6 separate regions of the Mus musculus genome follow, and all the other regions are linked to region 2. A link is a contact called in public ChIA-PET, Hi-C and HiChIP or PLAC-seq data. All regions are on one chromosome and are shown on one strand. The core of a region is the stretch at or near the end of the contact, and the rest is flanking DNA. Distances in the headings are between cores, read along the strand shown. Region 1 holds the start of Sh3pxd2b (SH3 and PX domains 2B). Region 2 holds the start of Fgf18 (fibroblast growth factor 18). Region 3 holds the start of Nprl3 (nitrogen permease regulator-like 3). Region 4 overlaps Stk10 (serine/threonine kinase 10). Region 5 holds the start of Stk10 (serine/threonine kinase 10). Region 6 overlaps Stk10 (serine/threonine kinase 10).

Region 1 (3,224 bases), core at 45-2,544, 800 kb after region 2:
AAGGGAGTGGGGGTGGGGAAACCAAGACAATTTAGCTGAGCTCTGAAGCAGGGAAAACTTAGCTCTATTTAAAGATACCACAGGTCCAGGAAGCAGCCCCCCGCTGGCTGGCCCAGGGCTGAGTTACTGAAGGCCTAGACTATAACAATACACTGGAACACAGCACACCCTTTCTTGTAGAGTACAGTGGATACCCGGCCATCTCCTTTCAGAATTTTATGGGCGACTCAGGGAAGGCATGTATAGCTGTCTGCTTTGTAAGAATGGATCTCTTAAACAAATAGATCCAAAGGGGCTTCCAGGGAGGCCCCTGGCCAGCCTTTCTCCAGCCAACGCCCTCTCTAGTCATTGTTCCTCACTTCTTTGTTAGGATTTTTTTTTCCCTCCCTCTTGCTTTTTTCTTTCCTGGTTAACTTCTTCAGGACTGGCACAGCCACAGGGAAGCCAGTCCCCCTCACACCTGGAGTGAAGTCCCCAGGGCCTCCTCTAAATCCACTGTCCTACTACCCAGAACCTCTGAGGTGGAACCAAGGCCACCTCAACCTCCAACAAAGTCCCCAAGCAGCCTGAGAGGCCACTTCCCACTTGAGGGTCACCGTGGGCCCCAGGCCCATCGTCCACGTTTGAGAATCCTCAGCCTTTGAGTCTCAGCGTTCCCATCTGCAAAATGATGCCAGGGACCCATTTCCTCCACACCTTAGCAGCTCCAAACAAAATTCTCCTGTCACAGAGGGGGGTTACTCCTGGGGAAACTTTCCCACATTGTTAAGCGGAAGTTACAGGGAAGGGGCGCTCAAATGACCCATGCACAGAAGGATGAAGGGCTAGGTTCGCTAATCCTATGAGGCTGGGCGCCTCTGGGTAGGAGGGTGGCCTGAGACCCACGGCTCCGTGGGTTTCTCTCCTGGTTTCTGTCTTAGTCTGCAGCAGCGGCTGGGGCCAGACTTTTGTACGGGTGGGCAAGGCGAGAGCTCGCGAGGAGATGGCGAGGACCAAGGGGCGAGCGGGGAGATGGCGGGGAAGGCACAGGGACCAAGGGCTCGTGGGGAGACAGACAGCAGGGAGGGCGCGGGGACCCGGGGCGCGTGGGGAGACGGCGGTGAGGGCGCGGGGCACAAGTTCTGCGCGGGGCTGGGATCGCCGCGTGGCGCGGACGCCGACTCACATAATGCTTGTTGGGCACGCGCCGCTTCTGCACGTCCAGCACCTTCACCTCCACGATACTGCGCCGCGGCGGCATGGCCGTTCTCCGCGCCCAGCGCCGTGCGGGCCGGGCCGGGCCAAAGCGATCCTTGCCGCCGAGCACTTGCCGCCGCCGCCACCGCCCTCCGCGCCCCGCCCCTGCCCGCCTCCACGCCGCCCGCCCACCCTGCTTAAAGGGCCCTCCCGGCCCGGCCCGGCCACGTCCGCCCGCGGGCCTTTGTCCCCGCGCCCGGCGGGACGGCGCGCTCCGCCCCCCGCGCCCGGGCCTGGCGACTCTAAACCCAGGCACCCAAGCATCTTGCTCGAGCTCTCCATTCCCGTTAAGGGCTCAGGGAGGTTGCCCATCCCCCTCGGTGTGTGAGAACCGCTGGCGTGCCAGTCGCTATAAATCCGATCGCTTGCCCCCAGGGCTGGGGGCGGGGGCTGGGGGTCAGGGAGAGGTGGTCACTAGGTCTCTTGGGTTTACTGTCTATGACAGGGAGAGGAAAAACTGCAAAAATGGCCTGGCAGCCCTGCACAGGGCTGCGAAGGTGAAAGAGAGCAGGGATGCTGGGTAGGTAGCAAGCCCCTGACCCCGTGGGGGACTGAGTCCACACCTGGCCCTGTGCCCTGTCATTATCACGGATGCTCACTTAAAATCTCACAACACCTGGGAGTTGGGGGTCAGGAGGGGATGGTTAATCGCCTTTTACAGAGGACCTGAGGACAGCCTCTAGATTCATGGAGCAGGTGGGTCCAACCCATGGTTGCCCCACACTAAGCAAAGCAAAGCTACAAGTGGCTCCACATCTCTTTTCTCTAGCTCATCCTAGCATTGGCTGGGCGCTCAGTAACTAACAGATGCTGGCTGAATGAATGGATGGATGGATGGATGGATGGATGGACACACATAACACCATGGATAGGAAGTTCAGACTGCAGGTAGTGGTTTCTCAGCCACGAAGCAGGGGTTCCCCTTCAGGCACCTCCCCACCCATAGATCAGTCGAGGAATTTCTTAAGGGAGAGTTCTCGTCAGTCCAGGCAGGCCTTGCAGACTACTTTATTTTGAATCCCTCTGGAAACCCCTCTATTGCCTTTTTGGCTTCTTTGTCCGTGCTTTCTGCTGTTCTGGCCTTGAAGGCTGGTCTGGATGGGCTTCACTAATAGAAGGGGTTACTTGATTGGTACCAGGCCAAGGCGGGAGGATTGTCTTTACCAAAGCCAGTTTTGTACCAAAGATGGCTTTGTGCTGCCTCAGGCACAGGACTATCTTCTTGGCGCTCTTGATTAAGCTGTTCTTACTGACCCACTCGGAGATTGTGGAGAGTGGCATCCATTTGGAACCAGGGCCCTCCCTGGCCCAGTAATTCCCTCCAGTGCACCAGATCCTAAGGTGCTTCCCCAGCAGAGCTGCCACCCAAGGCACCCGCTGGTTTCTCTCATGTCCTGCACAAAGCAGAAGCACAGACTGTAGAAGTTGGATGTACCTGAATCAGCTAGCTCCTCCCACTTCCCAGTTCCCCAGCTCTGCCTGTAGCTGTAGTAATGCCATCATCTTCCCTGTCCCGTCATCCTTGCCCCCATCCTCCACCTCCCACCCTTGCCGGCTGATTTCTGAGTGTGAGTCGGATCACTCTGGGTCGCTCACAACAGTTCAGCCTTGCAGCTTTTGTCCTTGGGTGTCCGCCTCATTTTAGTTAAGCACCCACAAGGTGCATCTGCGTCCTTGCTACCTGCTTCAGAACCTCCTTCCTTTTTGTGGCTGAATACTTTTTCATTGTGTGTTTCCTAGCCCTTCCTTTTCTTTATTCATATAAATGTGGTCACTTTGGCTGTTGCCACCCTTGGGCTATTGTGACTAAGGCTGCTGGGAATGTTGACATACAGATGTCTGTTCAAAGTCCTTACTCAGTAGTTCTTTAGAGTATGTTCTGGATTGCATGGTAATTCTACCTGGATTTGCTCATTCTTTTGTGGCGCTGCATGCCTGTCTTCCTGGTGGCAATTTTGTTTACTTATTTTATATATAGGAAGGCTCTA
Region 2 (3,587 bases), core at 319-2,818:
CCACCGAGCAGCACCTTCTTCACTTTGCTCCAGCGAACGGGGAATAACAACCACAGCTACGGACACAAGGCCTTTAAATCAAATAATCCGAATTCCTGAGTTTTGCATTTTGAGCTCGTTCTCTAGTTTCTTGCCCACTGTGACCTGTTTGTTTTAGCATCAGTCCAAAGCAGAACTTGGCTGACCCAGGCTCTAGACAGAATGAGGCAGGCCTCTGACAACAATATCTACATTTGGGGGTTAATGGAAGGACAGAAAAAGTTCAGGGTTGGTGATCAAGGGCAGGAAAACTAGCTGCTTAGATTGCGAACTGAAGAGGACCTGGAGTGAGCGCTGACCAGAGTCCTGGCTACTCCCAGGCATGTAGCCATTCAGGGGCGAGGTTACAGCGACATTTTTGAGCCGCTAGGTGGTAGCCGTGTGCTTCCAAAACCCGGGTCACCTAACTAGAGAACGCAGCTGGAATCCCTAGAACCGACCTTAGAGTCCCAGAGCGGGGGAAGGGAGAGAGACGCCCCTGAGACTTTGCCATCTCCTACGGCAAAACAGAAGAAGGCGTTACTTAGCGTAGTCATCCCACGGTGGTGGTTGTGGTGGTGGTGCGTGTGTCTGGGAAAAGCCACTATCTTGCGTGGCCTAAGGGTAAGGGTAAACACGACTCCTTTCAGTTGAGTCACCCCACCGGGCGGGCCTCGTCTGTCCTCCCCTTGCTTCCCAACTCTAGTGGATGTGAATATGAACAGCAAATGTGAGCATTCTTTGGGAACCCCGCCTGCTCCATTCGGCCAATATTAGCCTTGTGTCGGAGAGCTCCGACGGCTTCCAGCGCTCACCAGGTCCAGCTTCGTGGGTTCTGCCATGCTGAACGGCCAGTCCCATTGCCGACAGTATTGAGTGCCTCCCCTCCAACCCTGAGCCGCCAGAAGGAGGAGGCAGCGGAGAGGCCGCGGCAGGCAGGCGAGCAGGCAGGGCCGGCTTTGATGTGGGCGCGGCGCACCCAGCCGCGCTGAGCGCCCGTCCGGCCGCGCCCCGAGGGGGGAGCCCCCGGGCCCCGCATCCTCATTGTGCCGGCGCGGGCCCGGACCCGCCCCTGGCCCCCCGCCCCCTCGCCGCCCTCGCGTAGAAAACGCCCCGGCCGCCGCCAGCGGTGGGAGGCGGCGATGCGCACGGCCGGAGAGACACAGAGGAGGAGACATGAGCCGGCGGGCGCCCAGACGGAGCGGCCGTGACGCGTTCGCACTGCAGATGCGCGCCCCAGCCTCGGAGCGCTGACCCCGGCCCCGCTAGCCTCGCGTCCCGGTTGCGGCGCCTCTGCCGCAGCACCCGCCGTGCATGCTGCCCCTGGACTGAACCCGCAGCCCGCGTCTCGCGAACGTCCAGACGGCCCTCCCGTCCGCCCGCTTCAGTCCAGCTTCCCCGCACCGGCCGGGCTCCTCCCGCACCGCGTTCGCCCCACAGCCCCCGCGCCGGCTCGGAGGGCGCAGCGCTCCGGAGGAGCCGCGCGGGGCGCTGATGCCGCAGGGCGCGCCGCGGAGCGCCCCGGAGCAGCAGAGTCTGCAGAAGCAGCCGGCAAGGAGGGAGCAGCAGCAGCGGCGGCGGCGGCGGCGGCGGCGGCGGAGGCGCCCGGTCCCGGCCGCGCGGAGCGGACATGTGCAGGCTGGGCTAGGAGCCGCCGCCTCCCCCCCCGCCCCGCGATGTATTCAGCGCCCTCCGCCTGCACTTGCCTGTAAGCACCCGCCCGGGTCTGGCCACCCTGCCTGGATGCCTGTCCCTGTGCGTGTGTGGCTCTGTCTGTCTGTCCGCCCGACTTTCTGCTACGTGTCTGTCTGTCTATCTGTGCCCCTTCCTCGGATCTCACTGACCTCCTCTCCCTCTTTCTCCCGCAGGTGTTTACACTTTCTACTGCTGTGCTTCCAGGTTCAGGTACGTGGGCTCCTGAGAGTCGAGTCGTGTCTCTCCCCCACCCCCCTGCCAACCCCAGCGCGCTCTTCTTCGAGGTGCTGGCCGACCCCCCTTCCCGGGACCGCGCCCCCTCTCGGTGCCCCACCCCTCCTGGGCAACAAGCCCAGTGCACCTGTTCCCAGGGCGCAGAAGGGCGGCTTCGCGCGCGTCCTGCGCTGGCGGTATCAGGCCAAGGGCTAGGAGCTACTGCTTGAGCCAGTGCAGACTGTCGCGGCCTCGGTCAGCCTCGGTAGGGAAATCTCTCAGAGTCGGAGGGCTGACTCTGGCCCGAGTGATGTGTGGGACTCCAACCTCCGACCACAGCTGGCGAGGTAGGGACCTAGAGGTTTTTATGCCAACTGTCCCTTTACGGCTTGCTTGTCCCTGCAGACAAAAAGGTTGTTTTCAGCTAAGTGGATTTTGAGTCCAGAGAGAGAGAGCTTTAGTTGTAAATTACTCTGTGTGTGTGTGTGTGTGTGTGTGTGTGTGTGTGTGTGTGTGTGTGTGGAGAGAGAGAGAGAGAGAGAGAGAGAGAGAGAGAGAGAGAGAGAGAGAGAGAGTTCTCCCCATCCTGCTGCGCTCTGCTCCACATGTCCTTGCCCAAGGTGGTGCAGCCCAGGGCTTGTTCCCTGCCTGGTCCCCGTTCGCTCTCTGTGAATCAGAAAAGGGCTTGGCGCTCAGCCTGGAAAGCACTTGCTAAAATCTGATCTGTTACTTCAGCAGCTTTCAGACTCGGGAAGGTCTTGGCACACAGACAGTTGGAATGCTCTGGCTTCCAAAGCCGTGGAAATGAAGGAAAAGGGGGGGGGGGGTAGGGAGTCGACTTCAGCCCCGATTAGAACCAGACCAGGGCTGCCTCAGCATGGTGTGTGTGGGGCGGGGTGTGTGTGTGGGGGGGGGTGGCAATAAGAATAGGAAACACCAGCTGCCCAATACCTCCACCTACCTACAGCTACAAGGGAGGGGACCCAGAATAAACTGGACATAGGCCAAAAGAGGATTATCTGTCCCCTCCCCCTCTCCGTGAAAGGCAGGTGTCCTTGCAGGGCTAATGGGAAGATGCTTGGTTGTAGCCTTCTGAGTTCTGGAGATGCCTGGAGACAGCCCTGTGCACCAGCTAGAGGTGGTTCTCCCAGTTTTCTGGTACAAGGAAGTGTGTGTGTGTGTGTAGCTGAGGCCGTGGTTCCTAGTTCAATCTTCACTGTTCCTTGGGACAGACATGAAACTCAGTGCAAAACCAGTTGAGACTCTGGGCTGAAAGGATAGATGGATGGACAGACTGATGGCTCTTTCCTTCTATTGGCCAGGCTGGGGTCCCCAGTGACTTCTTGAATCAATACAACTGGAGTCAGTAACTTAACGCTGGCTGTTTGCCAAAGCAGATGTGACCCTATGTGGTGAGGGGGTGGGGGACAGGGTCGGGGAATGGTGGATGTTAAAGAAAAGGCCAGTTCCAGGCATGGGCTGCCTAGTCTGTCTGCAGCTGAATTCCCAAGCAGAGGGCAGGTTCCAGGGTCACTCCAGGGGTTCTGCTTGTCTGGCTGGGCTGAGCTTGGGCAGGAGCTGAGGAAATGGGTGTGGAGGCAGAAAGGAGCCTTTGGGTCTCGCTGCCCAATCCTGTGCATGATTGCTGCTCTTGGTTCTTC
Region 3 (3,456 bases), core at 866-3,365, 880 kb after region 2:
GTGGGGCTGGCTTTGCTCTGTTAGAACAGTTCTGTAGTCGGTGGGGCTGGCTTTGCTCTGTTAGAACAGTTCTGTAGTTGGTGGGGCTGGCGTTGCTTTGGTTTGGTTTTAAGGTAAGGGCATAGACACTCAAGGAGATTATAAACATTGCCTGTGGTTCCAACTGAGGCGAGAACTAGCTGAATAATTTGCGGTGGGCTGGGTTGTTGACTGGATAGAGGCCATCTTGGCTTCACAACCTGTGGACACAAAGAGCCTGGCCCTGTGGGGAGTCCGGGATGCTGGAGCTGCTGATCTATAGTCAGTTCTGCAAGCTCCAGGCACATTTTGAACTTGAGCAATTTGACTCAGATCAGGTCTGTCTGTTCAATCAAGTAGAAGAAACCAGACTTGGGAGGGCAGTCTGTAGATCCCCCAAGAAAGGTGACCATGGGAGGCAAATTAATCTCGTCCATTCAGTTTCACCAATTAAACCTTTCTGATGACTTTAGACTCAACTTCCGACCCAGTGTGATGAAGGGTCATCTCTAGCCATAGGATTCAGGACAGGGCAGAGAGTTTAAAACTATTTCTGTTGTGGGCGAGTGGCTCTTTCTTGGAGAGGAACACTCAGTGAAGAAGGCAGCTCCCAGATAGCGTCTGTGAGCTCCACCCAGCCCTTGGCCTGAGCAAGTGACGGGACAGATAAGGCCTGGCACCCATATGGTTTCCTACTCTACCTAAGGGAGACCTTGGGGGATGGGGTGCAAGGGTCCAAAGTTCCAGTTTCCAAAGGTTTACTTCTGCAGAGGGGGTCTTGAATCCACATTGTTTTACATTTGAAATGAAGCCTCTCTTCTGTAAGACTTTAACATCAGAGTCGGAAGGTATGGCCTGCAGAGCTCAGGCTGGCTCTGCTCCTTCACAACAGCTCAAATCCAGCTTCTGGCGGGGAAACTGGGGTCCCCAGTGGAGTCCACGGTGTGACCTACGTTTTGATTTCTGGAATAGCTGATGGTATTTCTTCACAATGATGTGGACACCTTGGGAGTTGAGGTGATGCATCCCAGGTTAGTTAGTCCTGGGTTCTCCTATCCAGTGCTGTCAGTATTGGGTAAGGCAGCCTCAGAGGGGAGTACAGTGGACTTCTGTAGACTGGGATCTCATCATTTCCCCCACACGCAGCATTATTACCACGTCCATTTCAGAGCTAGTGACGGTAGAAAAGATTGAACCCAGGGCCTCGTATATAATGTCAAGTGCTCACTAGCAAGCAACATCTCTTTCCCTTTTTGAGAAGGCCTCAATGAGTTGCCCTGCCTGGCTTTAACTTCCTATCCTGCTACCCTAGTCTCCCTAGTAGCTGGAAATACAGGTCTCCACCACTGAGCCTGGCTGTCACTATTAATTACATAGAAAATTATACTGTGAATACTCCTGTGAAGGTTGCTGGCAAAAAATGGGTCCAGAGATCATAGTTGGGGAAACTCTGGGCTCCTTGGTTTAGGTCTTCCTATCTCAGAGGCAACCACTGGGGTCCCAAGGCTCTGGCTAATCAAGTGGCAGAATGGCCCGGGGGAGTAAGAGGGAAAACCTGGACCACAGTCCTGCCTGGCTCAAGTGCCCCGGTCCCTATGCACTCCCGCTGGTTCCGTGGGAAGGTCCCACGACCCATCCCAGGCACCTGGTTCCATCTCTCTGTCTGCTTCCCTCCCAGCCCCTTCCTACTCCTGACCTCACACAACACTCAAATCACACATGACTGGGATAAAGGCTTGCAAAATGAGTTAAAGTCATTCCTTTCACATCACACATCCAAACCATCAAAAGGCAAACATAAGTGCAACTCTCAGACACTGGCAAATATTCAAATGGTACCTTCTCATTGAGTAATAGTTGGGGGGCGGGGAGGGGGAGGTTGAAATACGACTATTTTCTCTCTTTGTAAAGTTTGAAAACATGATTGTTATGTGATGAGCAGGCTAGTACAATCCAGACCACCGCTCCTGCCTTTCTTACAGTTTAAAGTTTATACGCTCTGGTTAAATCAAGTGTATGACTTTAAACTGCAGACAGCTTTCCCTAGCGAGCTACTAGAGTGCAGCCAAGGCGTCGCGCCGGCGCAGTCGCCTGTCCGGGCATGCGCGGGGGCTGTGGAGCGCCGCTCGGCGAAGTCTCGCGAGAGTGAGCGCCGAGGCCGAGGTGCCGGCTTCCTCCGTGTCCCTGCGGGCCCGGCGCCTGCCTTCGGCTTTTGCGGTCCCTACGCGAGTTCCTCTCAGGCGCACGCCCGGGCTCCCGCAGGATGGGGGACAATACCAGCCCCATCAGCGTGATCCTGGTGAGCTCGGGCAGCAGGGGCAATAAGCTGCTCTTCAGGTACCCCTTCCAGAGGAGCCAGGAGCACCCCGCGTCCCAGACAAGTAAGTGGCTCCTGGCGGTCACCCGCCCCGCCACGCGCAGTGCACAGTGCGGAGGAGGAGGAGGAGGAGAGGGGCCGCGGCACGACTCCTGAGTCTCCAGCCCATGAAATAAAAATGCGTAAGAATTGCCAGCTCCAGCAGTGGTGCGCATCTGGGATCCCAGCGCCCCGGACGCGGAGGCCGGGGTATTGCCATGAGCCCAAGGCCAGCCATTTCTCCAGACAAATCCAGAAAGACACCAGATTTTACAAGCACAGACACGAATTTATAAGTTATTTTAGAAAATATAAGCGACTTTAAGGTCTGAAGTTGATCTTGAACTCTGGTCCATGCCCATTGTGGATAACTGCTCACCATCTTGATAATCATCCCTCCTGTATATAAACTCTGAAAGTGTACCCACCAAAAAATAAAATACAGCATCATCCTTTCCCCGAGCCCCTCAGAGAATCTCAGGACACTCATTTGTTATTTTGTAGCATCCGCCTTGAAGGTTCTTGGAGTTATTGAGCACATAACTCCTGTCTAGTCGCAGTACACTGCTGCATGGATCAGGCATAGCCTGCCTCTGTAGGCAGTGTTCTTTAAAGCTCGCTAATATAATACAAAGGGTTTTAAGTTATAAAAACATAAAGATGGTACCAAGCTCTCAGAACCCCCTCCCTCATCCCCCTAAAGGGCAACTATCGTCACCATTTTCCAAATCTGTTTATACACAAGCAAAGCACACATTCCAAGTACAAAAGGAACTACATGGCCCATTTTTTCCCTGATATATATATATATATATATATATATATATATATATATATATATATATATATTGAAATAGACCGGATGGTCTTTTTGCTCATTTTCTTCTGTACTTTATGTCTATGTCTTAAACAGGTTCAACCTCACCCTGAGACAGGTTTCCTGTGTAGTCCTGGCTGTCCTGAAACTCACTCTGTAGACCAGGCTGGCCTTGAACTCAGAGATTTGCCTGCCTCTGCCTCCTGAGTCCTGGGACTAAAGGCCTGGGCCACCACCGCCGCCAGCCACCTTGTTCTTATTAATG
Region 4 (3,386 bases), core at 12-2,511, 580 kb after region 2:
GCTTAGACATTAACTTTTACAGCCCCCAAACAGCCCCATCAGGCAATGCCAGAGCCGTAACCATCCCCCAGAGACAATTGAGTCACACACAGTCCAGAGGTGAGCCACCGCCCTGCTGACCTTCAGGACTCTGGGCCTCGATTCTCCACCCCTGGCCTTTCCTGAGGCCACTACCATATACTGACCAGGAACAAGAGCTCAGGTGACCTATACGTGAGAAACTCCTGAGCACACACAGCAACACGGACACAGCCCCATAAAGGGCCACTGTCCCACCCTAACCCTTCCCCTACCTGGGCCTGTTTCTCCATCTGGAAAATGAGGTTCTCAAAATCTGTATGACCTTTTGTGGTATCAACATTTTAGGTCTCCGTGTGACTGTAGTCACTCTTTCACAGAACAAGCAAGTTTGTGTTTGGGAAACGTTGGTGGTCAGAGTCTGGCCTCGTACAATTGTCCATCAGTCTGGGAATCTGGCCAGGACCCAACAGATAGAAATCTACCAATGCCAGAGTCCCTGACTGAATGGTGTCGTGTCCACACAGAACCCACACATCCTCCCGCACATCTGGAAGATTCTAGAAGGGTGACAGCGGCTAACTCAATGGGAATGCTAAGTGGATGCTTGCTCTCTTGTATCACCTAGGCAACACTGCCAAGGAAAGATGCCTCTGTGTGTTCAGTACCGATGATGGTGAACCCACAAGCACAGAGGACTCTAGCCGCACATGACCAACAAGTGTTTGTTAAATGACTTTGAGATGTACAGAAACTAGGGCAGATTCACTGTGCTAATAAGCATTCTATAAATATTCCTTGAGCCACAGGTAGCCTATTATACAGATGAGAATATAGAGGCTTGACAGGGCTGCCCCAAAGCTACTCAGCACAGACGTGAAGAAGAAGGAATAAACTTAAGCTGGTGGTGACGAGCGGCGGCTGAACCACCCTGCGGCCAGCCACCTTTCCGCTCTGGATTCATTTCTCTTTGAGGAAGCAGGGATAGTGTCTGCAGCTAGTCCCCAGGTCAAGAGCTGGGGGCCTTCAGGCTCTAACACAGTGCAGAAGACGGAAGCTTCTGGTTAGTCAACCAAAGCCTGAAAGAGGAAGTCATGAAGGCAGACTTAAAAAAAAAAAGCAAGAGTCAACCTAAATCCAGCCTAGTCTGTCAGCTGCCTGTCCCTGTAGGTGGAGTCCCTGGACCTCCCCACCTCTGAGTATCAGCCAAACAATGTGGCCATTGAGTGGGGCGTCCACACCCACGAGGCCTCCTCGGTCCAGCCTTGTTTTTCCATGCCAGTTCCGCCCACCACCTTGCAGCAAGCCTGGGTTAGGAATGAGCTTTCCCCGGACCCGGCAGCCTTGGAATGAGGCTTGAATCAGAGGCAATAACCTGGGTCCTTGAATGCATGCAGGGGTGGACGGTTCAGTTTGCTGTTCTGGCCCCAGCCACCCTCCACTCCATGTCCATACCCAAAGGTGCTTGCCCAGGCCCCAAGGCATCTCTCAGATGGGACTGAGGTGACTCTGTGGCAGGCATGCTTCACTCCTAGTCAGTCCACCCTAGATACTAGGCATCCGGGCTTCAGGCTCAGAGTCCCCTGGGCTGCATTCCTGGCCACAGTGCAGGAAACGTTAAAGTCAGAGCTAAGCTCAGGTTCTCTAGTGAAGGTCAAAGAATCAATTTCGAGAGGGACAACTCAGTCTGGCTAGCTGGCTGGCTGGCTGGCCACCATTTCATAAGACTAACTAGAAACAGCACTGAGCCCAGAAGGGAATAAACCAGGGCTATTTCCAATCATGGCCACCAAGGACTCAGGACGAGGACTTGGAATACTTTAGACAGGGCACACAGGACAAGAGCCACATCAATGGTGTAGGAGGCTCCTCCTCAGAGCTTGCATTCCCTACCATATAACTTACTGAAGGCTTCATAGCAGTGAATCCCTGAGAGGCAGGCAGGGTTGAAGCCAGAGATGGATAGTGAGATGGGACAGTGGGTATAACAAACAGATAACACTTGACAACTCATAGAGCCAGAGAGATATGCAGTGTCAGGGTCCCGAGTCCCACCAGTTAACAAGGGGGTTGTGGGGACACAGCCTTTCCACATCCCCAGGGCCACCTCTTTCCCATAGCACAGCCTCATGGAGCCAATGCATCTCCTTGGCCAGGATATGCCTGGGCTTCATGGAGTGTACCAGTCTGCTCATCTCAGAAACTGCAACTTCATCCATCAAGTCTGGATAACTGTAGAGCCTGCCTCCCGGTCACAGTCAAACAGGTAACACAGGGGACCAGTGTTTGGTAAATGGACTAAATACAGATATAGCTAGTAACGCCCAAGTGGCATCCTCACAGGACACTTGAGAGACTAGACCAGCTCTGAGCCTGTGTTCCCAGCATCTAAAACTTCCTGCAGCTAATTCAGTGTATGAACGAATGACCACTGAATGAATAATGTCTCCGCCTGCTCCAGGGGGGTGGCATCAATCCCATGAGACTGGCCTATGGAATGCCATAACCACATAAGCAGTTTTACAATGGAGCAGAGGTCACAAGAATCACAGGGTTAGGGTTCTCATGGGGACAGCCCTGTTGAGTCCTCCTGAGAGGGCAACAGGGGAGTGGCCAGCAAAAAGGGGAAGCCCCAAAACACAAGAGAGCAGGATCAATTGCCTGGCTTCCTGCTGTGGGCTGTAATTAAGAGTCCTTGTCAGGGCCACCAGGAGCCCTGGTGGACTGAGGGCAGACCCGCTGGGTGGGGTGGGGGGGGAAGGTTAGAACCACCATTCTCTGAGCCAAGTCAGGAGGTGCTGCATGAGGTGCAGTCTTGGGAGAGAGGTGGGACTGCTAGGCTCACCCTTCTAGGGGAAGCTGCACACTCCAAAGTCAACACAATCCTTCTAGAAAGCAGGGAGAAGGGCAGTGCACAAGGGCCCACTACCTTTCACTTCTCCAGTCTTTTGCGGTGTTTCCCTTGGGATGAAGTCCCAGCACGTGAGTCCTCAGGGGACAAAACCTAATCCAAACCATAGCACCCTCGCTGAGCCTCCGGAGTCCGCTGTATAAAATAGGGCTGACATAGGAAATGCACCTGCCTCAGAGGTGAGAGGGGTCTGTGTGTGCACAGCACCTGGGTGGGAGGGGAGGGAGACCGACCTTAATGGTGAGCAGAAGTTAGTGACTGTCAGGGAGCCCTCAGAGCCCATGCCCAGGGCCCTCACACCCCTGAGAAGGATTGCCCTGGCTGTTCAGATGACTAGGGATCCAGAATTAAGAATTACAGAGTGAGTTTGAGGATAGCCAGGGGATACATAGAGAGCCTGTCTGAAAAACACAGAATAAAACAGATCCCCATCTCCATAGAAAAACACTAAAAAAAA
Region 5 (3,228 bases), core at 707-3,206, 610 kb after region 2:
AAGAGAGAAAAAAAAAATTATGGAGAGCCAAGAGCATGCACGGACGGAAAAATGGCTGAACATTAGAGACGGTGAGTCAGGCTGGGGGCTCTCACGGCGGTCAAGGCACCTCTGCAGGAGCAGGCAGCATCAGAGAGAGCTGACTGAGAGAGAGGCTGGGGACCATTTCCTGACATCACTAGAATGCAGCAGAGGAGCAAGGCCTGGAGGACCGATGAAAGGGTAGACTGGCCCGGTAGCCCTCAAATATGGAGAAACCCCTCAGCCAAAGTGTTCCATTCAGTTGGAAGGCCAGGTGACCTCTGCTTGACTCTCCCACTGGGGAACTTTGCCCTAGTGGGGGTTCCTCAGCCCTCCCACAGGAAGTACAACTCAGAGAGGAGGTCTCCAAGGGTCTGACTGGCCTCCAAACTGCTACTGCTCCAAGCTGCTGGAGCACTATAATCTGAGTGCTGAGTGGGGCCCGAGTCTTAAGCTTCTTTCTGTTTGCTTTGGTTTTCTGTTTGTGTCACCCTGAGTCAGGGTTTTTTTCTGTGTGGCCCTGGCTGTCCTGGACTCACTCTGTAGATTAGGCTAGCCTCAGACTCAGATCTGCCTGCCTCTGCAGGAATTGAAGGTGTGCACCACCACGCCCAGCTGAGAGTCTTAGTTCCTTACAAGCTTCCCAAGGATGCTATAGCATCTTTCCTAGGGAGCACACTTCTGGGGCGAGAAGCAGACCAACGCTAGCATATCAATTTCAAGTCAAAGGGAGCATGGCCCGACTTGGGGAACTGGAAAAGCCCTTTCTGGGGTCCAGCATCCTGAAAGGGTCAGTGAGGCCTCTAACTACCAAAGCCCCAAGGACAATGACATATGGCTTTGGAGGGCAGCTAAGACAGCTGAACTATGGGAGTCTCCCAATAAAAGTAGGGGATGCTATGCTGTAGTGGCCAAACCTACAGTCCAAGCTACTCCAGAGACTGAGGCAAGTAGATCTGGGAGACCAGCCTGAGCAGCCTGGTTGGGGAAGCCGGGGGAGGGGGAGGGTGTTGAGGAGGAGGAAATGAGAAAGGGTGGAGTCAAGATGAGTTAGGTACTTTGAACAACAACCCAGGCACTCAGAATTGGCTCAGAGGACCAAACCCCAGGAGCTGTCCGTCTGCACACGTGTCTATATGGAATCATCTATGCCCCACCCACTCCTCCTCAGCCTGTCTTCCTCCAGGGGAGAGGTAACTGCAGACAGGGAGCCTCTGGTGACTCAGGCGACTAGAAGCCAAATCTGTGCCCTGCAGCTGCATTCACAGGACCCTGTCCTCGCTTTCCGTTGAGCCTTCTAATCCCAAGCCTGTCCTCACTTACTCCAGGGCCCTTCTGACCTCCCCAGTACCGATCGTAGGCTCATCTTCAGAAGTGTCCTCAACTCCCAACCCTTGCAGGCACAGCCCAGAGCCTGAATATTCCCACAACATCGGTATAGTCCCTCTTTAAAAGATGTGTCCCTATCACCGTGATCCTGGGGATGCCTCCGGTAGCCCCCTGGGATGCCTCGATCCTACAAACGTCCCTTTGTGCCCTGTACAGGGCACACAGGAAGTGCTCAGAAGCAGCTGTGCGGGGGGTGGGAGTGGGGGTCAGGGGCTCGCAGGACCTGGTAGGCTCAGCAATCGGAACTCTCACCTTGTAGACTTTGCCGAAGGCGCCGTCTCCCAGCTCGCCCACGATCTCCCATACATCGTTGGGGTCCAGGTCCCGGCGGACGTGCTCATATTCACGGGACTTTCTCTTCTCGAAGGTGGATAACCGCAAGATGCGGCGGAAATTGGCGAAAGCCATGCTGGATGAGGAGCGCGACGACAGGACCCGCGGCTTCGGAGAGCCGCCCTCCTCGCAGCGCAGCACCCGCCGAGTGCGCCAGCGGCCACAGGGAGCTGCAGGAACCGCGGCCCGCCCGCCCCGCCCCGCCCCCTCCTAGACCCGCCTGCAGGACGCCCGGCACCCGCGCGCGCGCCTGTCCCCGCCGGCTCCACCTGCTCTGCGGCGCCCCGAGACCCCTCAATTGGCTGCGGGAGCTCGCGGCTCCGCCCGCGCCGCGGGGCACTCTGGAGACTGTAGTCCGCCGGGTGGCCGGCCCCTGGGCCCGCTGCGCCTCCCGGAACCCCAAACCTCCGGGGTTCAGCTGGTGTCTTTCAACCGCCGTCGGTGCCGAGTGGGTGCATCAGCGCACAGAACTCTCCCGCTGAGGCTTGGTTCGCCAGCTTCCCGCGCGAGATGCCCGCACCCCTCGCCCCGGGACTCACCCCAGTCCTCGGTGCTCTTTGCCTCAAAGTTCACGCGGTCCCAGGTGGCTTTCGCCACACTTCCTAGGCAGGTCTCGTGCTGCCTCTGAGCCCCGCAGAAAGCAGAGCCCCGCGCTTACGCCCATCCGGACTTTCCCCGCCTCCGCCAGCCACAAACGGCCGGGACGCTGGACATGAAACGAGAGTCCCTTTAGGACCTTTAGGCTTCATGGTAGGTTAGCAAATATATTCCTTATTAAGTAAAACTTTCTAGTTATTTTGCGAATTAAAAAGCCCCATTAGAGATAAAAGCGGAGTCATCTCTGGGATGGTGCTCCTATATCCTGGTCCTCATCCCTCTCTACCTTGGCTGCGGGCGTCCCGCATCTTGCACAGCGTCTTTGCTTGGTATCAGAACGTGGGTTCTAGTGATTGTGCTGGGGGCTGGGCAGCTGCAGAATCTATGCTGGAGACCCTCCCATCCTGAACAAGAGTGTCTCACACTCGGGCACTCTTAACTCGAGAAAGCGTTTTAATTGTTGGTCCCCTTCGTCCGGACTCTTCGAAAATATCCCTAGAGTCTCGCGCCAAATGCTGTTCCCCCATTCGAAAAGCCGGCTGGAGAGTGAATACTAGGCGCGGAGAGGGTTGTGTGTGCTAAGGACGTCCGGAATAAAAGTTGCTCCAGTTCCAATTGTTCCCACCACAAAATGAGTGCGGGGAAAATTTATAATTAAAAGAAGAAAATGTCATGCAAAACTGTTCTTGTTGAGTCAGCCTGTGGACCAGCCAAAGTGTACATCTGTCACTCGGTTGAGCGGGACCTGCTGAAGTCTGTGCAGCTATACCGGGTGGACAGAGGGTCAGAATGCGCTAACCATTTCCAGGAGTTCCAAAAGAAAACAAAGTAAGGATAAAAATGGAAAGGTCCGTTAAAAATGTCCTGCTACATGAAAGAAGCCAGACC
Region 6 (3,773 bases), core at 102-2,601, 560 kb after region 2:
CACAGCCGGCTAAGAACTTGACCTTGCCGGTGCCTCTGAGGAACAATGCAACGAATCTCCCTCACCTGCAGCAGCTGTGCAGCACTGGGCCGGGTTTCTGGGTTCTTATCCAAGGCTATCTTCAGAAAGTCTCGGAACTCCACAGACCTGGAGGACAGGCGTAAGTAAGGAGTGAGCCACAGCCCGGGCACCGCACGCCCAGGGCTGGGTGTGTGGAGACAGGGTCCATGGGACAGCCTTCTTATCATGCACACCACTGTCCAGGACACAGACGTCTAAAAGGAACATAAGCAGGATGGGAATGAGCATGGCAGTGTCAGAATCTAAACCTAAGTCCCCATTCCCAGCCTGGCCATGTGGCTGATTGGGCTCTGATCCTATTCAATATGTTCCGGGACATAACGGGATCTCGTCCTGGCTAACTGGCCTTGCTCTCGTGTCTAAGGTTTTGTATAGTTCAGGAGGGCAGTTCAGAAAGGCCTGGAGGTGGCCCTCTCCTCCGTTCCCCCCATCCCCGACTTTAGAGTCCACTGTGCACACGCAGACCCAGCACCACACGTCTCTGGAGTGGCTTCCGACCCTCCAGGATTACACAGCTCTCCTTACCACTTGGAGGGTGTAAGCAGGGTAGGAGGGTCCGACTTGGCAATCTTGAGCAGGACCCGCATGGGGTTGAGCTCGTGGTGTGGGGGCTCGATCTGCGCCATCTCGATCAGCGTGATGCCCAAGGACCAGATGTCAGCCTTGTAGTCATAGGGGGCGTCCTTCATGGTTTCACACAGCACCACCTCAGGGGCCATCCTGAGCCAACCAAGGAACAATAAGGGCTAAGAATTGGGCCCCTGAGGATGCCGCTCGTAGCTTCAGCGTCTCGAACACCACCAGCACCACACTGGAGGTTTGGCAGTATTTGAAGCCATGATTTGAATTACTGGCATCCTATTGTCTTCCTCAAGGGTCTCGGCCCGCTGCAGTTCCTGGAGCCCGCCACAAGGTGGCAGCAGCCATCCAGAACAGAGTCCTGGGGAAGGGGCAGGTGGGTGAGGGCAGAGGGGCGAAGGTTCCAGCAAAAAACAAACAAGGTAGGACAGTGGGGTAGACAGAACAGGACATCACAGAGAGAAAGGGGGATGGGAGAGAAGAGAAAGGAATAACGGGAGGGGTGGGAGAGAAAGAGTTAAGAGTAGTAAGCAAGCAAGGAAGGGGCTGAACACCATGGCCAGTTGTAAAAACAGAACACAAAGTAATCAGGTGTGAAACTGAGTGAGAGCTTGGGCTTGGGGTGCCACCTGGATGCCTGCAGCCTGGATGCCTGCAGCCTGAGCCTGGATGCCTGCAGCCTGGATGCCTGAGGCTGGATTCCTGCAGCCTGAGGCTGGATTCCTGCAGCCTGAGCCTGGATGCCTGGATGCCTGCAACCTGAGCCTGGATGCCTGCAGCCTGGATGCCTGAGGCTGGATGCCTGAGCCTGGATGCCTGCAGCCTGAGGCTGGATGCCTAAGCCTGGATGCCTGCAGCCTGAGCCTGGATGCCTGCAGCCTGAGCCTGGATTCCTGCAGCCTAAGCCTGGATGTCTGAGCCTGAGCCTGGATGCATAAGCCGGAGATTGGATGCCTGAGCCTGAATGGATGCACTGCAGGTGTGGGAAGGTGGGGCCCAGCTCCACACATCTGCAGGCTGAGGCCAAAGCAAGACTTCAGGTGTCTTCCTCTACAAGAGAGCCCTCTTCTCATAGGTGGTTTTTATTTTAAGTTAGAGTTTTGAAAAAGGACAAGACACAACAGGCGTAAGAGAGGCCCAGGGAGATTTCTCATGAGGACAGGAAGTGAATTTACATTGTTCTCATGTACCCCGCCCATAGCCAGCACCCTAAACTCAGTACAAGTGTTAGACGAACCAAGAGCTGAAGCACCTTTTCAGGAATCCGGTTTAGTTTATTAGTGGGGTGCTTTCCACTGTAACCCCAGTTTACAGACGAGGGCGTGGGGAAGCTAAGCCACTTGTGCTAGGCGCAGGAGTACCCAGAAGAGAAGCAGATGCTAGACACACACAGTTTGAGCGGCTGACTAAGGGCTCTGAACTGGCACCGCGTGCCCCACACACAATCCACCCAGAGGCAACTAACCACGGGGTGTTAGGCTTGCTATGTCCCCAGAGGCCCCACGACTCACCAGTAAGGTGTCCCTATGAAGGAGTCTCGCTTTTGCAGAGTTTTCAGATTCTTGGCAGACACACCAAAATCAGCTGCAAGACAAAACCCTAAGATAAAGTCATGGTCGAGGGAGTCTTCCCCACCCACACCCTTTGGGTAAAGTCCTTGGTGTGGTGTGGACTCAGGAACACAATTTCGGGACTCGGGGATGAGGCAAGCATGCTTGGGGACTTTTTGTTTGTTTGTTTGTTTGTGAGACCCTGTCTTAAAAAAAAAAAAAGGGCCAGGCTCATTTGATATAGTAATCTCTTTTTTTTAAAAGATTTTTTTTTGTAGAACATGATTTTAATATTTTCAACTGTTGATATTCAACAAACAGAATAGTTATTTTAAGATATACTTCATTGTTTTTAAAGATTTATTTATTTATTATATATAACTACACTGTAGCTGTCTTCAGACACACAAGAGGACGGCATTAGATTTCATTACAGATGGTTGTGAGCCACCATGTGGTTGCTGGAATTTGAACTCAGGACCTCTGGAAGAGCAGTCAGTGTTCTTACCCGCTGAGCCATCTCTCCAGCGCCCGGCCCAGTAATCTATAAATCCAATTAAGAATCTACAAAATAACACTAAGTACAAACAACTGCAATACTCATCAGTGTGCTGTTCAAATACACAGTGGCAACCAGAATTACATAACTGTCATTTAAAAAATAGACCTTTGTGCCAGGCAGTGGTGGCGCACGCCTTTAATCCCAGCACTTGGGAGGCAGAGACAGGCGGATTTCTGAGTTCGTGGCCAGCCTGGTCTACAGAGTGAGTTCCAGGACAGCCAGAGAAACCCTGGGCTACACAGAGAAACCCTGTCTCGGAAAAAAAAATAAATAAATACACAAACAAACCTTTTTAAAGTTATTATCTGTAATCGCTTGGCTTTGTCTTTTTCTTTTCTTTTTGGTGGCTCCTAATTTCACCTTATCAGATTCCAGTCCCATCCAAGGCATATCCAGAGCTACCAGGTGCTGGCTAGTCTCACGTCAACTTGACACAAGGTAAAGTAGTTGTTGGAAAGGGAGACCTCAACAGAAAGGGAATGCCTCCCTGCAGGCTGCCTGCAGGGGAGTCTGTAGGGCACTTATAAATTATTCACATGCACTACAGACCCTTCTCTATGCACATGACCCATTTCCCCTTCCCTCTTGAAGAAGGCGTGGCTCTTCACGCAGTCCCTGAGCACAGAACCTCGAAGCTGAGCTAAGCAAGTGAGAAGCTGGGGTCTGGTGGGTCACACCTGATTGCTTCCGGTTCTGTTTTTATAATTCGATATGGTGTTCACCCCTTTCCTGCTTACTCACTACTAAACTACAACCTGGTGCCTGTGCTAGGGGTTCACATATAGAGAGGTCAGGGGAGAACTTGTGGGAGTCAGTTTTCTTTGTCCACTATGTGAATTCCAGGAATGGAGCACGGGTGGCCAGGCTTGGCAGCAAGTGCCTTTACCCATGGAGCCAGCCCTACGACCCGACTCCCTCTCCTGAGCCACTCCCTTCTCCCACCTCTCATGCTGATTCCACTCCAAGCCACATTTATAAAATCACACACTCACTGCAGAAGT

The links. Hi-C and Micro-C count contacts between places; a contact is called where the count stands out from the background. ChIA-PET counts read pairs in DNA pulled down with a chosen protein or histone mark. HiChIP or PLAC-seq counts read pairs in DNA pulled down with a chosen protein or histone mark.
Region 1: an H3K4me3 HiChIP or PLAC-seq map of embryonic forebrain shows a contact between it and region 2, with 5 times the contacts expected there. The contact joins the promoter of Sh3pxd2b here to the promoter of Fgf18 in region 2. A contact is called at or near these places in 15 of 39 promoter capture datasets (the 3T3-L1 cell line, 3T3-L1-derived adipocytes, the C10 cell line and 10 more), 1 of 15 datasets of contacts at CTCF or cohesin (pro-B cells), 9 of 484 Hi-C or Micro-C datasets (the N1E-115 cell line, cerebellar granule neurons, cerebellum and 5 more), 6 of 115 datasets of contacts at active chromatin or transcription factors (astrocytes, embryonic forebrain, embryonic midbrain and 3 more) and 1 of 9 other capture datasets (embryonic stem cells).
Region 3: a contact with region 2 is called in a FOXA1 HiChIP or PLAC-seq map of pancreatic cancer cells. The contact joins the promoter of Nprl3 here to the promoter of Fgf18 in region 2. A contact is called at or near these places in 4 of 39 promoter capture datasets (the C10 cell line, hippocampal neurons, liver and 1 more) and 4 of 115 datasets of contacts at active chromatin or transcription factors (bone marrow-derived macrophages, embryonic forebrain, forebrain and 1 more).
Region 4: an HNF4G HiChIP or PLAC-seq map of pancreatic cancer cells shows a contact between it and region 2. The contact joins the enhancer-like site here to the promoter of Fgf18 in region 2. A contact is called at or near these places in 5 of 39 promoter capture datasets (cranial neural crest, hippocampal neurons, liver and 1 more), 4 of 115 datasets of contacts at active chromatin or transcription factors (astrocytes, differentiating embryonic stem cells, embryonic hindbrain and 1 more) and 1 of 9 other capture datasets (embryonic stem cells).
Region 5: a contact with region 2 is called in an RNA polymerase II ChIA-PET map of memory CD8 T cells, with 97 read pairs. The contact joins the promoter of Stk10 here to the promoter of Fgf18 in region 2. A contact is called at or near these places in 6 of 39 promoter capture datasets (the 3T3-L1 cell line, embryonic stem cells, frontonasal cranial neural crest and 3 more), 6 of 484 Hi-C or Micro-C datasets (the MNK3 cell line, the N1E-115 cell line, cortical neurons and 2 more) and 9 of 115 datasets of contacts at active chromatin or transcription factors (astrocytes, effector CD8 T cells, embryonic forebrain and 6 more).
Region 6: a contact with region 2 is called in a Hi-C map of cortical neurons, with 3 times the contacts expected there. The contact joins the enhancer-like site here to the promoter of Fgf18 in region 2. A contact is called at or near these places in 13 of 39 promoter capture datasets (the 3T3-L1 cell line, 3T3-L1-derived adipocytes, the C10 cell line and 8 more), 7 of 484 Hi-C or Micro-C datasets (cerebellar granule neurons, cerebellum, cerebral cortex and 3 more), 5 of 115 datasets of contacts at active chromatin or transcription factors (astrocytes, differentiating embryonic stem cells, embryonic forebrain and 2 more) and 3 of 9 other capture datasets (adipose tissue, embryonic stem cells and liver).

What each region holds. Positions count from the first base shown.
Region 1 is chr11:32,345,910-32,349,133 of GRCm38.p6, reverse strand. Sh3pxd2b (SH3 and PX domains 2B) reads right to left here and starts at 1,294. Exons shown (of 13, transcript NM_177364.4): 1 at 1,166-1,294. The coding sequence starts at 1,240.
Region 2 is chr11:33,145,381-33,148,967 of GRCm38.p6, reverse strand. Fgf18 (fibroblast growth factor 18) reads left to right here and starts at 1,568. Exons shown (of 5, transcript NM_008005.2): 1 at 1,568-1,726; 2 at 1,887-1,923. The coding sequence starts at 1,695. RefSeq lists an enhancer at 963-993 and promoters at 808-1,751, 1-1,751.
Region 3 is chr11:32,266,366-32,269,821 of GRCm38.p6, reverse strand. Nprl3 (nitrogen permease regulator-like 3) reads left to right here and starts at 2,115. Exons shown (of 13, transcript NM_181569.3): 1 at 2,115-2,399. The coding sequence starts at 2,282. RefSeq lists enhancers at 494-876, 133-1,039.
Region 4 is chr11:32,563,061-32,566,446 of GRCm38.p6, reverse strand. The region is part of intron 2 of Stk10 (serine/threonine kinase 10); the gene reads right to left. Among named protein-coding and RNA genes, the nearest start is that of Stk10, 31 kb to the right of the region's middle. Within about 2 kb of position 1,261, at least 175 of the 459 cell types and tissues checked have an H3K27ac peak or open chromatin away from gene starts, as enhancers often do. A contact at or near this core is called in pancreatic cancer cells and pre-B cells, where this site is marked.
Region 5 is chr11:32,531,994-32,535,221 of GRCm38.p6, reverse strand. Stk10 (serine/threonine kinase 10) reads right to left here and starts at 1,956. Exons shown (of 19, transcript NM_009288.2): 1 at 1,663-1,956. The coding sequence starts at 1,818. It also overlaps a transcript of Efcab9 not described here.
Region 6 is chr11:32,585,784-32,589,556 of GRCm38.p6, reverse strand. Stk10 (serine/threonine kinase 10) reads right to left here. Exons shown (of 19, transcript NM_009288.2): 5 at 2,172-2,244; 6 at 607-801; 7 at 66-147. Among named protein-coding and RNA genes, the nearest start is that of Stk10, 54 kb to the right of the region's middle. Within about 2 kb of position 1,351, at least 73 of the 459 cell types and tissues checked have an H3K27ac peak or open chromatin away from gene starts, as enhancers often do. A contact at or near this core is called in cerebellar granule neurons, cortical neurons and differentiating embryonic stem cells, where this site is marked.